Regions from separate parts of the Anser cygnoides genome. Here region 1 is linked to region 2. Evidence: chromatin contacts called from public Hi-C data. All regions are on one chromosome and are shown on one strand. The core of a region is the stretch at or near the end of the contact, and the rest is flanking DNA. Distances in the headings are between cores, read along the strand shown.

Region 1 (5,820 bases), core at 687-3,186, 120 kb after region 2:
GACTCTAGGCCTAGTAATCTAGTAATACATGACTCTAGGAGTCAATGATCCCTAAATACTCCCACTTAGCAGTTTGTGATGCGTAGTCAACTCAGTTTTCAAACGCTGCCGTACTGCCCTTCTGCCCTCAGTACGCTGCAGTCTAACTTCCTCCCCAAAAGAAAAAGAGAAGCAGAACAGGGCCCATACACTGACATGGTAGGAAACGGGACCTGCAGAACAGGACCGAGCTCTCACTGATGCTTCTCATTTCTTTTCCTGTAATTATTTCCCCTTCTGTCTCCCTTCAGAAGCGGTCTCTTTCAGGAACAGACGGGTGTTCCACCCTGCGTGCACTGCACCATTGACAGTCAACAGCTTGAGTGGAAGATTTAACCTTACACAGCAGAACAGGAAGAAAAACAAAACAAAAAAAAACCAAGAAACCAGGCCATACAACACGGATTTTGTGTAGCACTTTTTGAAAGCAGAGAAGCAAATGTTAAGCTACAAAGCGTCCATTTGACTGACACACACAGCACAATGAAGCCCGAGTGCACTTTGCACGAGTTACCAAAAAACAAAAGTAAAAAGATATGCAGGCATAAATATCCAAAACATGCAAGCACAACATACTCATACCTTACATATTTTTCACTATTAGCTTAGAGATTTGAAACAGAAGAGCATCTACAACTAAAGGAAAAGGGGAAAGTCAATAGCAGAACAAGAAAGGAAAGTTATTACGCAAGTTAACGCGGTTATCTGACAGCGTTCAGTTCGAAAGACCACACGCAGCTGGGTAAGCTTCATTTTAAAGGGCTCTGTTTTCACTTCAGTGCTCGAATACCAATCCGTTTGCTTCCCCCCTTCCTACAGAGAAATGCCTACTGCACTGACAGGCAGAGGACTCTAAAAAGGCCCTCCTGGTGGTTTTTTTTTTTTTTTTTTGCTGTTGTTAACCGGTAACCAGGTATTTTACCCATCGTTTGCCATACCAAGTGCAGCTGGCAAGTGCCTTCTGATCCCCTCACGCACCCCTCCGCCAGCGAGAAGCTTATCCCAAGGGAGCAGGAGGAAACGTATCTTTGGAATACTCGAAATCAAGTCATTTAAAAGCAGACGAGGGAAGTCCGAGACAGACACATCCCATCTTAATACGTCGCTCGTTTCCTCACAGCGTTTCAGGTGGTGGCACTGCACCGGGGCGGGCGCCTCAGGAGAACGAGGTGCAGAACGGTGCTTATTTGATTATAGAAAGCCCCAGCTCAAAATGTTATTGAAATAAACAGAAGTAACGTGCCAATAAGGTTAAGGACTTTAAGCAGTAAGAATTAGAAGGTTTCAGACCTCGTTAAGGACTCAGATTACACAAATGACTAAGAATTAGAAGGTTACAGACCTCGTTAAGGACTCAGACTACAGAAATCAGACAAAAGCCACCCGCATTCCAAAGATTCTCCCCAAAAACCCGGCAGGGGAGCGTGCTGTGGGCAAGCGTTAGTAAACCGCGGGGTGCCGTCGGCGTACGGTGAGGAGGAGGAAGGCAGCCGTGATCCCCCTGCTTCTGCTCGAGCTCTGCTGCGGGTTTGCGGCCCGTTTCCCTCACGGGGCCGGCACCGGGGGCCCCGGGCCCACGGGCAGGGCGGCCGGGGGGGGTCGGGGCACGGCCCCGGGGCCGTGCCCCGACCCCCCCCGGCCGCCCTGCCCGTGGGCCCGGGGCCTCCGTGTAGCCTCTCCCCACAGCTCCCGGCCCCCTCACGGTTCCCGGTACCGGCTCCCGGCCCCCCGTACCTGGCCGTGCAGCTCCTGGTCCAGCCGCCGGTGGTCGTTGTCCCACACGAGGGCGTGCAGGGGGAAGGCCCCGCCGGGGGAGCTCATGGCGGTGCCGCCCCCCCCCCCCCCCGCCCCGCTCCGTCCCTCCCCCGTCACCTCAGCCCCGGTCCCCTCACGCCAACCCCGCCCCCCCCTCCCTCCGGGGAAGCGGCCGGGATGAACCACAGAGAACGGGGTGGGGGGGGAGGGGTTCTCCCCTCGGCTCCCCTCAGCGCTCACGGAAGGAGGAAGTCGCTGAAAACCTGGAACCTCCGCCCCTATCGAGCTGCGGGTGGAGGGGGCGGGCCGGCGGCGGGAGGATGTCGGCGCGCACCGGGTTCCCCCCCCCCCGCTTTAAGGAGGAGTTGGTTTCGCCCGCCCGCCGTGCTGTGGGGCGGCGGGGGAGCGCCCGCCCTGCGGCGCCATTGTAGGTGAGGGCAACCGCGGGCACCGACGCCTCCGGCCGCCATCTTGATCCCGGGCAACGCCGGCAGCCGCCATGTTGGGTGAGGGCAGGGTTCTCCGCGAGCTCCCAGTTCCGCCAGCCGTCCCGCCGGCCTGCTCCGCGTCCGCCGCTCCCGAAGCCTCGCCTTTCCTTCCAGCGCCCCGCCTGCCCTTGCCGCGATCCCCTTATCACCACCCCCTTAAAAACGCGGCGGGACAGCGGAAGGCAGGCGGCGTGAGGCGGGTGCGGGCTGCCAGGAACCAACATGGCGGCTCCACCCCCTCCCCTCCCCGCTCGGAGGACGCGGCGGCCCGGCGCATGCGCGTTGCGCCTCGGCCCCGGCCCGGCCCGGCGCGGGGGGCCCCGTGAGCGCGGCAGGAAGCGGCGGCCCCGCGGGGCGCCATGGCGAAGCGGCTGCGGAGCAGCGAGCTGTGCGCCGACTGCAGCGCCCAGGGTGCGCCGGGGGGGCGGCCCTGACGGGCGGGGGGGCACCGGGGAGGGGGCCGGGCCGGGGAGCGGGGGCGGCCCCGAGCCCGCCGCAGGGGCACGGAGCGGGCCGGGAGCGGGGGCCGGGGGCTGTCGGTGGCAGCGGGCGGGCTGAGGGCTGTGGGGGGGGTCCGTGCCTGGGACAGCCGGGCTTCCAGAGCCCTGCCGGTGCCCTGCGGCTCCCGCTGCGGGCACCCGAAGCATTGCCGTTCCTCAAACCGCCTCCTCTACTTTTTTTTATCTTTCATAAAACCCGTTGTCCCTCCCTCCCAGGTCTCTGCGCTTGTTTAGTATTTACCTTCTGTGCCGGTTCTCCCCGGCTAACCGCTCACGGGCACCCCGCGACGGGTTTAAGGCGCTGCAGGGCGCGTCGGTGGCGCTCGGCGGCTGGGACGCGGCCGGGGGGCACCGGCCCCGGAGCGGGGCCGCCCTCCGGTTCCTGCCCTCGGGGGGTTGCGCCCGTCCCCGCAGAGCCCGGTTTTCACAACGGCAGGGCTTGCGAAACTCGGGCGGGCGGCCGTGTGCGCCTTATTACGGGGGGGCAGCGTTTGTGTGCTCTCAGGGCCCGGTGGCGTTGCGGGGCGGCGGGTACGGCTCCGGGCCGCCGCTGGTTTATTTTTATTTTGCGTTCGCGAGGCCCCCCGGGACGGCGCGGTGTGTCAGGAGCCGGCCCCCTGCTCTGCTGTGTCGTGACATAACAGCGTTGCCTTATCGTCTGGTCTTAGCGCAGAACTCTGCTGGCTTGTCCGTCCGCGTAAGGAAACCTTGATCGTTTCTTTAACGAAATAAAAGTAACCCTTTTTCGCTTGAAGCAGCAGCGACGGGCCCTCTGGGAGCTGCAGGGACCGCGACCTGTTAACCCACAGCAGCCGTCGCAGGAGCAGCGGCTGGCCGCTGCGGTAACATTGGCCGCTTGCTGGTGCTTTGTTTCTTCTTGTGAAGCACGAGCAGTTTTCTCGTACGGGAGGCGATTTTACGTGTGCTTTTCTGGTCGTTTCCTATTCTCAGGCAGGAGCTCGCGGCTCAGGCTCGCCTGCGCACACTTCCTGTTTTCAGTCACGCTGCCATGTTCCTGAAAGCAACCCTGGCCGACCCTTTTAGCTTCTCCCCTCTTGTGCTTTGGTATCAGCTTGAGCATATCTCGGTTGTGTCCGTAACTGTATCTCTTTCAAAAAAAGGACCGGAACAAACCCCAGCACAGACACTTCCATTTAAACCTGAACTGTCGGCTCTCCTGTACCTGACAGCTCTGTCACACTCCGTAATGCTGCTCCCTTTCCATGGTACTAAACCACGTATGGACTGAGTCGAGACTCCACAAATCTTTGTACATTTTGATTAAAATAACACTTAGAATAAGCCGGCGTGACTTTGGGAACAGGTTGCATCCCTAGGCTTCCCAGTGCTTTCTGATCTTCACTGCGCACGGTGTCAGCTCTGCTGCCTCCACGTCACACAGGCTTTTAAACTGGCCTGAGCCGCTCTCCGTCCTCTCTGCCCCCCAGAACTTCTCAGTCCCCTTGCCAATTCTGCCTGCTGGCTCTCCCTTCTTTTTATTTCTGTCTTCTTTTTTTCCCCGTCGTACCATGCACGCTTCCAGTGGTGCTGGTTTGAGGCAGATTCTAGGCATACGCATGGACTCTTTCACGAATGTTATTTCTTGTAAGTAGAATGTAGGAGCTCAGATTACAAGCAAAGCGTCTGCCTTTTCTTCAAAAGAATTTTAAAGCCTCATTTCTGCTACGAAATGACCAGATAAACAGTAGCTTGCTTTATTGTGGCTAAACGGCCGAGCTTTGGAGCCAGTTATGTTATATTGAGAGAAACCTGCTGTTGACTGTTAGTCGGAGCAGAGCAGTGAGATTCAGGAGCAGCTTGTAACTAGTGACTGAAACAAGCAATATGGTGGCTTTCAGAAGAACCTTATTAGTTTATGAATGAGTGTATGGTGAGGTTGTCTGTAATAAAAAGGGACTAGATCATTAGGCTGGAAGGCTGCCTCCAGTCCTAGGTTGTTAGCTTAGAGTTAACGCAGCTCATTTCATTGTTATTTTTTTCCCCTCTTAGAAGTTAAAGTTGTTAAAATAATGGAGTGATTTAATAAGAAGATTGCGTGCTTGTTGTTACTTTGTTTTTTAAATTAGATTAGATTTTTTTTTTCTAAAACATACACTTTAATTTGGCTCTGGGCTATGTGATAGTTATCATCTGTGAATAGATGCTGCTTCCCCTCCTAAGCCATGGTTTGAACAGGTTTGCCTACGTTGCCTTCAGCACACGCACAGCATCAGCTCTGCTTAAAAACCACAACAGTGATCAGATCTCGTGTTTGGGGGATCCGGTAATTTTATTGCATGGGTTAGAGCAGGATTTTTATGACGCACAATTGGTTAGATGTACGCTGACATGATGCAGATCTCTCATCGGATACCAGGCTTGTGTTGTATTCATTCAGCCTCAGACCTGTCTCTGGATTTGGAAGTAAGTAGGGTATTTCAAAACGGGTGAGATCTTGAATTCCTCCTTCTTCCTGGGATGTGCTAGATCTGAAGGTTTGTCTTGCTACTCGGTTGTAACATTTACAGGCTCATGTAACAACCAAGCAGTAAAGCTCAGGTGAGAACGCGGGGCTTCCTATTTTGGTCTCTGTGTTTGAAATACAGAGTTGTGTTGCCTTCAGCGTTGTAATAAAAGTATTCTTTTTCAGATCCTTGTTGGGCATCTATAAACAGGGGAATTCTGATTTGTGACGAGTGCTGCAGTGTTCATCGAAGTCTGGGGCGTCATATCTCTCAAGTGAGACATCTCAAACACACACCATGGCCTCCAACATTGCTGCAGGTAGAGAGTAAAAACGTCTTCCTTCATCAAAAGTAGATTTTATATAAATAAATAAATATATTTAGTGTTTTTGTGGAATTTAAATTGCTAAGCGTTTGAGAGGGGCTGGTCCTTTTTTTTTTTTTTCTTTTAGGGTGATCTTTTATTGCTCTTGTTTTTGCCGTGGAAGATCACTAAAATCAGAATTAGCTGTCTTTTAAATTTGGTACATTTATTTTGGAAAGTGACCTTCAATTTTTCTTTCAGACTTCCAT
Region 2 (5,663 bases), core at 1,553-4,052:
GTCGGGTACCCATTTCTCTCTAAAAAAAAATCTGTGCACTTTTATCAATAGCACATAATTATTCCAATTATTAAAAATATGTAAACAAGTCAGTTGTGAGAATAACTTTTAATGTAAGCTTTTAAGCAATTTAAATTTAAAATGCAACAATAAGAATGCTAAAACAGTTCTTCTGAAAATGGTAATTCTTTTTGTCCCCCAAGCTTTGTTTCTCTTGAACTTAAGAAAGGGCCAGCTAAACATCCTGAACACACACAGCTTTTGTACCTTGAATTGTTTCAGTGTAAAACAAAGATATCAATGTTAAAGCTTAGGGAATGAGCTAAAAATATACTATGATGTTTGAAAGCTCATGTACATAATCATTCAGCACTTCCCTTCTATCTCAGCTGAGGAGGAAAATCTGAAAAAACAAAGGAGAAACAGGAAACTCCTACAGCACAACTATTCTGGAAAGTACTTAAAACATTTTCTTTACATTTACTTACGTCAAAAGGAACAAGTCAAGCAAAAGAGGGATAAATAGGATTTTTTCCCCATTTTCACCAATAAAAAAAAATCTACTGTTAAGAAAAAAAATTGTTGATAAGTATCACCATACAAATAATAGACTTTTCATCCAACATGGGCTGAAAATTACAAATTAGCTACACACTTACAAAAGCTAATGCTTAGCTAACTGCTATCACCTAAGAATATCATCCTCTCACCTTCTATGCCTCATAGGGCATAGAAGGTAAATGATGACGAGGACAAAAACAAGCATAGGGTCAGGTTGTTACTGCTTGAAATGACAGCTGGGAACACAAGGGGCGTGCGGGAAGCCTCTCGCTCCCATCAGAGTTGATCGAATGTATGTGCAAACAAGAAAGGGCCAAAACGAAGAGCCACTCGAATCATCTCCTTTTCTTCGCCTGTCTGAAGTCTCACTGTCAGTTCAGCCCCGTGTCCCAGCAGTCGTTCAACTCCCTCCTCACCAACACCGCTGTGCAAGGGCATCAGAATATGCCACGTCAGGGACGATGCCAGACTCCCAGCTCTCGTTCCACCTCCTGACGGTTTTGCCACCCAGCTAAATGCAGCCTGCACAGCTCAGCCAGCCTCATGTCCTTCTGCACTGGCTGCTCGGGATGCGGCATTCCCACCTGCAGCTGCTCCAGGAGCCCTTCTGCGAGAGAAGCTCTTCCCTTGCGCACGGCTGAGCTTCTGGGGAAGCAGGGTTTGGCCCACGCACGTTGCAGTTACGAAGCAGACCGAGCGCTTGGAAGACATCTTCTCAAGCCTACCAAGACATTCTAGTGCTCCTTGGCAATGCCACACCTGAAGTAAGGTTTGCTTCAGGGGGTCGGAAAACACAGGCAATTCAAAACACGAGGGCCAATTTCAGAAGACGGACCGCACGCTACAAAGAGAACAGTACGTTCTCGGAAAAGTTAGATGTGCCTCAAAGCATACTGCTCTTTAAAGTCAGTTAATGCCAGGCTTATCACTTCTTAAGGGATGCATTTCCATCATCCTTTCAAAAAGGATAAAATATGGAACTTTTTATTACTTCCTGGCTAGAGAAATTTGGTATTATTTTCTCCCTTACAGAATGTGCTCAGGTAATCTCCAGCTATTGAAGGTATAAATGTGACTTTGCGAATTCAGAACCCACTCTAAGGGAAAAGCGCTCTTTCGTGCAAGCCGTTACTTTCGTCAAAGAGCAGGAACAAGAAACTGGAAAGTAAAACTGCATCTGAAATCACTGCAGCTGTTCTCGGCATAATCCCACGCCTGCCTAACAAGTGCCTGAACCACCTTCCCTCCGCACAGCTGGAAGCGCCGCACACCTCGGTGTTCTTTCTGCTTTCGCCCTGCAAAACACGACTCCACGCATCTTTCATTTACATCAACCACTTCTAGATCACAGCGAGCAGAACAAACATTAAGAATAAGTTCGTACAATGTGTCCTTCACCCATTTTACCTTGCAACATGCCATTTTTAATGAAAAAAGCAATAGCAGTTATAAGGCACTGCTGTGTAACGAGCACCCTGAGCGTGCACACTTCCATTATTTCCTGCTCCGTGCTCTCCCTGCCTCCTCTTCCCCATCGCCCAGCCATGCTTAGCGCCAGCTCCATGTCCCCAGGACACGGCCAAGGCAGGACCGACTGCTCTTGCCCCGGGCTTCACCCAGCCACCACCGGGCTCCTCCGCAGCCCCAGCGCTGGCAGGGCATTAAAACACCCCCAGCTGTAAAAGGCTGTGTCAAACTGCTCATCAGTCCACTGCTACAGGCAGGGCCTTCATATTTTTTAGACGAAGGGCATTGTCCCCGCTAGGCCTGGGGCTCCGTGGAGTTTAAGTGGCTGATTTGCTGCAGTCCCTCCTGCGTTTGCAACCAGATCTGCCGCGTTTCCTGCCCTGACCTGTGGAGTGCCGTTGAATTGTGAAACAAATCCGGAGTTAGATCCAGCCTCATCTGACATCTGCAATCTCCAACTCTAACAATCAAAACTTGCCAAATATGTGGATAGCAAATAACCTATGCTGCCTCCACAGCACTGCGTGTATTTACCAGCCCCAGCCATGAATCACTAAACCAAATACTACATTTTTCCGAGCTTTATCCATGTTTAAGATTTACCTCGAGTTAATTTTTAAGAGAAGCCTTGCACTACAGTACAAAGTCCCCTCGTGTCTGGAGGAAAGCCTGCTACAAAGAACTACTTTCTCCGTGCTCAAGCTGCTCTCTGAAATGCCGTTTCCTTTCAGTACAGTAAACACGCACTGGCTGTATTAACAAGTCCCAACTGCTGAAAGAACAGAAACAATAGTGGGAACTTGGCTGTCGCCCAGCGGTAATGGCACGGACAACAGCATGGGAAAGCAGGAACTGAGTCAAAACAACTTTATATCAAAATATTAGTAGAGAGGCAGTGAGGTTACCTCTGGTCTGTGTGTGTCGATGCGGTTTAACAGCCCCCTTCAGCCCTGCATCAGAAGCGTGCTCACTATTTCGGGTGCCCAGAGCCCGACACGCTGATGGGCAGGTGCAGGCAGGTCCTCAGCCCCGGCTGCTCCGAGCCCACAGCAGCAGGGTCCCTTCCAAAAAAAATCACCAGGTCTACAAGTGGCTGCGTCTTTCTGAACACGATCCTTATTGCACCACGTTAACCTAGAATGCACTATTTCGTAAAAGCATTTCATGGTAAATTAAACTTAATCCCATTCCTAATTGCGACAGGCTGCCGGGGATGCTGTGCGTGCAGCGGCGTGCACAACAGCTCTCCCTCGCGTTCCTGGGGGGAACGGGCTGCCCTGGCCAGCTCTGCTTGCTCTGCGTGCTCGCAGCAGTGACTCAGAAGTTAGGACTCCTCTCCTACAACAACATTCAGGAATTAGGAGAATGGCTATCTAAACAGGTTTTCCTCTGTAGCAGTGCTTCACTCGCTCTTAGATGCCCGATTTGCAGCCGACATCAGCACAGCAGGCACACCTCGGCCACCACCCGAGGAGGGGTTTGTACCTCTGCAAAAAGGTACCCGAAATGCAACCGCCCGGTCACCAGAAGCAAGCCCCGTAACAGAACGGCAGCGAGCTTCATCCTCAGGGAATCCCCAGGCAGAAGCCACCAAGGGAAGGCTGGGGCAGCCGGCACGTGGAGCTCAGAGCGGTGCTCGCAGCCTTCTGCCATCGCCGCGCCGCTGCAGTGACACGCAGTGGCAGCACGCTTATCAACGACCCGTCGCCTCCTTTGCGATCATCTGGTGAAGAGGTATCAAAGCAGTTTTTAAAAGGCAGCAGCTGATACCTTGTCAAAACAAACTCGAAATCTGGTTCCTTCCTGCAATAACCCTATCTCCTTTCAATTTTATAATTACTGTTTAATGGCTGGCAACAAAGAATGAGGTCTTTTTCAACCATCACAGCGCTGCAGCGTAACATTTCATTTAAAACATGCCATCTTCCTTTGAATGCTTTCGGGACGCGTTCACCACTCAGACAGACAGGTGCCAGGCTGAGAAGCAAACTCCTCAGGAACAGCACAAGCACATTCCCTAACCTCACTCCCAGTGGCCATACCAAAAGGCCCAGCCTCGGCCACCTCCACTTCAGCTGAGCACCGCAGCAGCACACGTGTGGCAGAGCAACGCAACGGAGATTCTCTGATGCAACAGGGTTTCATCTTAGTGATCTCTGAGCTAAAAAAAAAGTTCTGGGTTAGAAACATGGAAACAAAAGACACTGAGCAGAAAGAAACCCATCGCCCTTCTAACCCACATTTTGACCACGTGGCTAGGATATTTTTAAAGTTTAACTGGAAAAGTTAAACCAAACACCACTTAACTAACTGAAAAGAACAGTGGGTAAATGTACAATAAACTTATTTGAGATAGCCCCATCCCACTCCATAAAAAAAAAAAAAAGTGGAAGAACGAACACTGGTCTCCTGCAGGCTTTTGGGAACAAAAGCAAACTTCATTTTGTTAAAAGTGGAGCCAAGAGCGATCTTACACCATACCTATTGTCTTTTCATGTTCTCAGCATCTTCAGGCACTCGCCTGCCCTACGTGATTTTCCCGTCACCCTCAGCAGATGTTAATGAAGTACCCGTTTTAGGAGGTAACCATCTCCTACGTGGGCTGGGGGCATCCAGAAGAGGCAACATCCACCTCTCCCTGGGGACGACGGTGCTCCCTCTGGTAGCTGCTCTCATCTGCTGACGTTACCCGTCTCATCTGGCTCGACCGGCACCCACGCGGCTCGCCGCTGAGCCCCAGGATTTGGGTTTCCGATCACCTCAGGCACCGCGGCCGTGCAGCTGCAGGCCCAGGAGCCCTCCGAAGGGCCCAGCCAGGCCCCTCACTGACCGTCCGATCGGCCAGGATGTTCTGCGGGTGGCTCAGCAGAAGCAAAGTCACAGCTGGCTCCTGCCCAGGGCACTAAAATCGCATCTAACATGGCTCGCATCCCGACAGCGACCCTGCTCCCCCTGCAAGCACAGCGGCGTCTGCTCGCTGTCAGCCAGGGCTCCGATTCTTCTCCTGCGCCATCCACCCTGGAGCAGATCCAGAGCCTTATCTCTTTTCAGATCTGTCCCCACCGCAAGAAGTCTGGCCTCTGCATGCCGACCTGGCTTATATTACCCAGTGCTACTTGTAACTGATAAATTGTTTATCGGTGTGCTCCTACAGTAGCCTCAGATACATTAAAAAGAGATTACATCATGAAATTGCAACGGCCCACAAAAAAAAAAAAACAAACTGGGGCAGAGCAAGAATTGCTCATAACTTTGAGATGGTTACAGACAGGAACAGAAGCCACCGGGAGCACTCACTAGTGGCTGGGCCCACAAGCAACCCAAAAACGCCGGTTCCTGGGCCGAGGGCATTACGAAGGCACAGGAAGCCTCGCCGCTGTGGCTGCGTACCTGATGCACTGGCAGCCCTGCCCGATGCGAGCAGCTGAGCAGACCGCTGAGCAGCTCCTAAAGGATTTCTTATCCAAGCCAGACCTAAAGATGTCTTGTATCAGCTGCAGCAAAGCTCCTTGCCAGCTGTAAAAGGGATGGTGGATACCCAATGTACCCTGGAAGACGCTCAAATATAATAGCACAGGTCACTGAATGCCTGGCACTCGAATGCATAATTACAATAATCAGCCAATTAAAGATGA

The links. Hi-C and Micro-C count contacts between places; a contact is called where the count stands out from the background.
Region 1: a contact with region 2 is called in a Hi-C map of liver, with 2.1 times the contacts expected there. The contact joins the promoter of ANKRD13A here to the enhancer-like site in region 2. A contact is called at or near these places in 2 of 7 Hi-C or Micro-C datasets (both in liver).

What each region holds. Positions count from the first base shown.
Region 1 is chr17:1,503,129-1,508,948 of Taihu_goose_T2T_genome, forward strand. It overlaps ANKRD13A (ankyrin repeat domain 13A), which reads right to left and starts at 1,937. Exons shown (of 15, transcript XM_048073766.2): 1 at 1,774-1,937. The coding sequence starts at 1,860. GIT2 (GIT ArfGAP 2) reads left to right here and starts at 2,542. Exons shown (of 21, transcript XM_066979369.1): 1 at 2,542-2,693; 2 at 5,433-5,566. The coding sequence starts at 2,642.
Region 2 is chr17:1,386,354-1,392,016 of Taihu_goose_T2T_genome, forward strand. All of the region lies in intron 6 of KIAA1671 (KIAA1671 ortholog), which reads right to left. Among named protein-coding and RNA genes, the nearest start is that of CRYBB3, 35 kb to the left of the region's middle. Within about 2 kb of position 2,803, at least 3 of the 3 cell types and tissues checked have open chromatin away from gene starts, as enhancers often do. A contact at or near this core is called in liver, where this site is marked.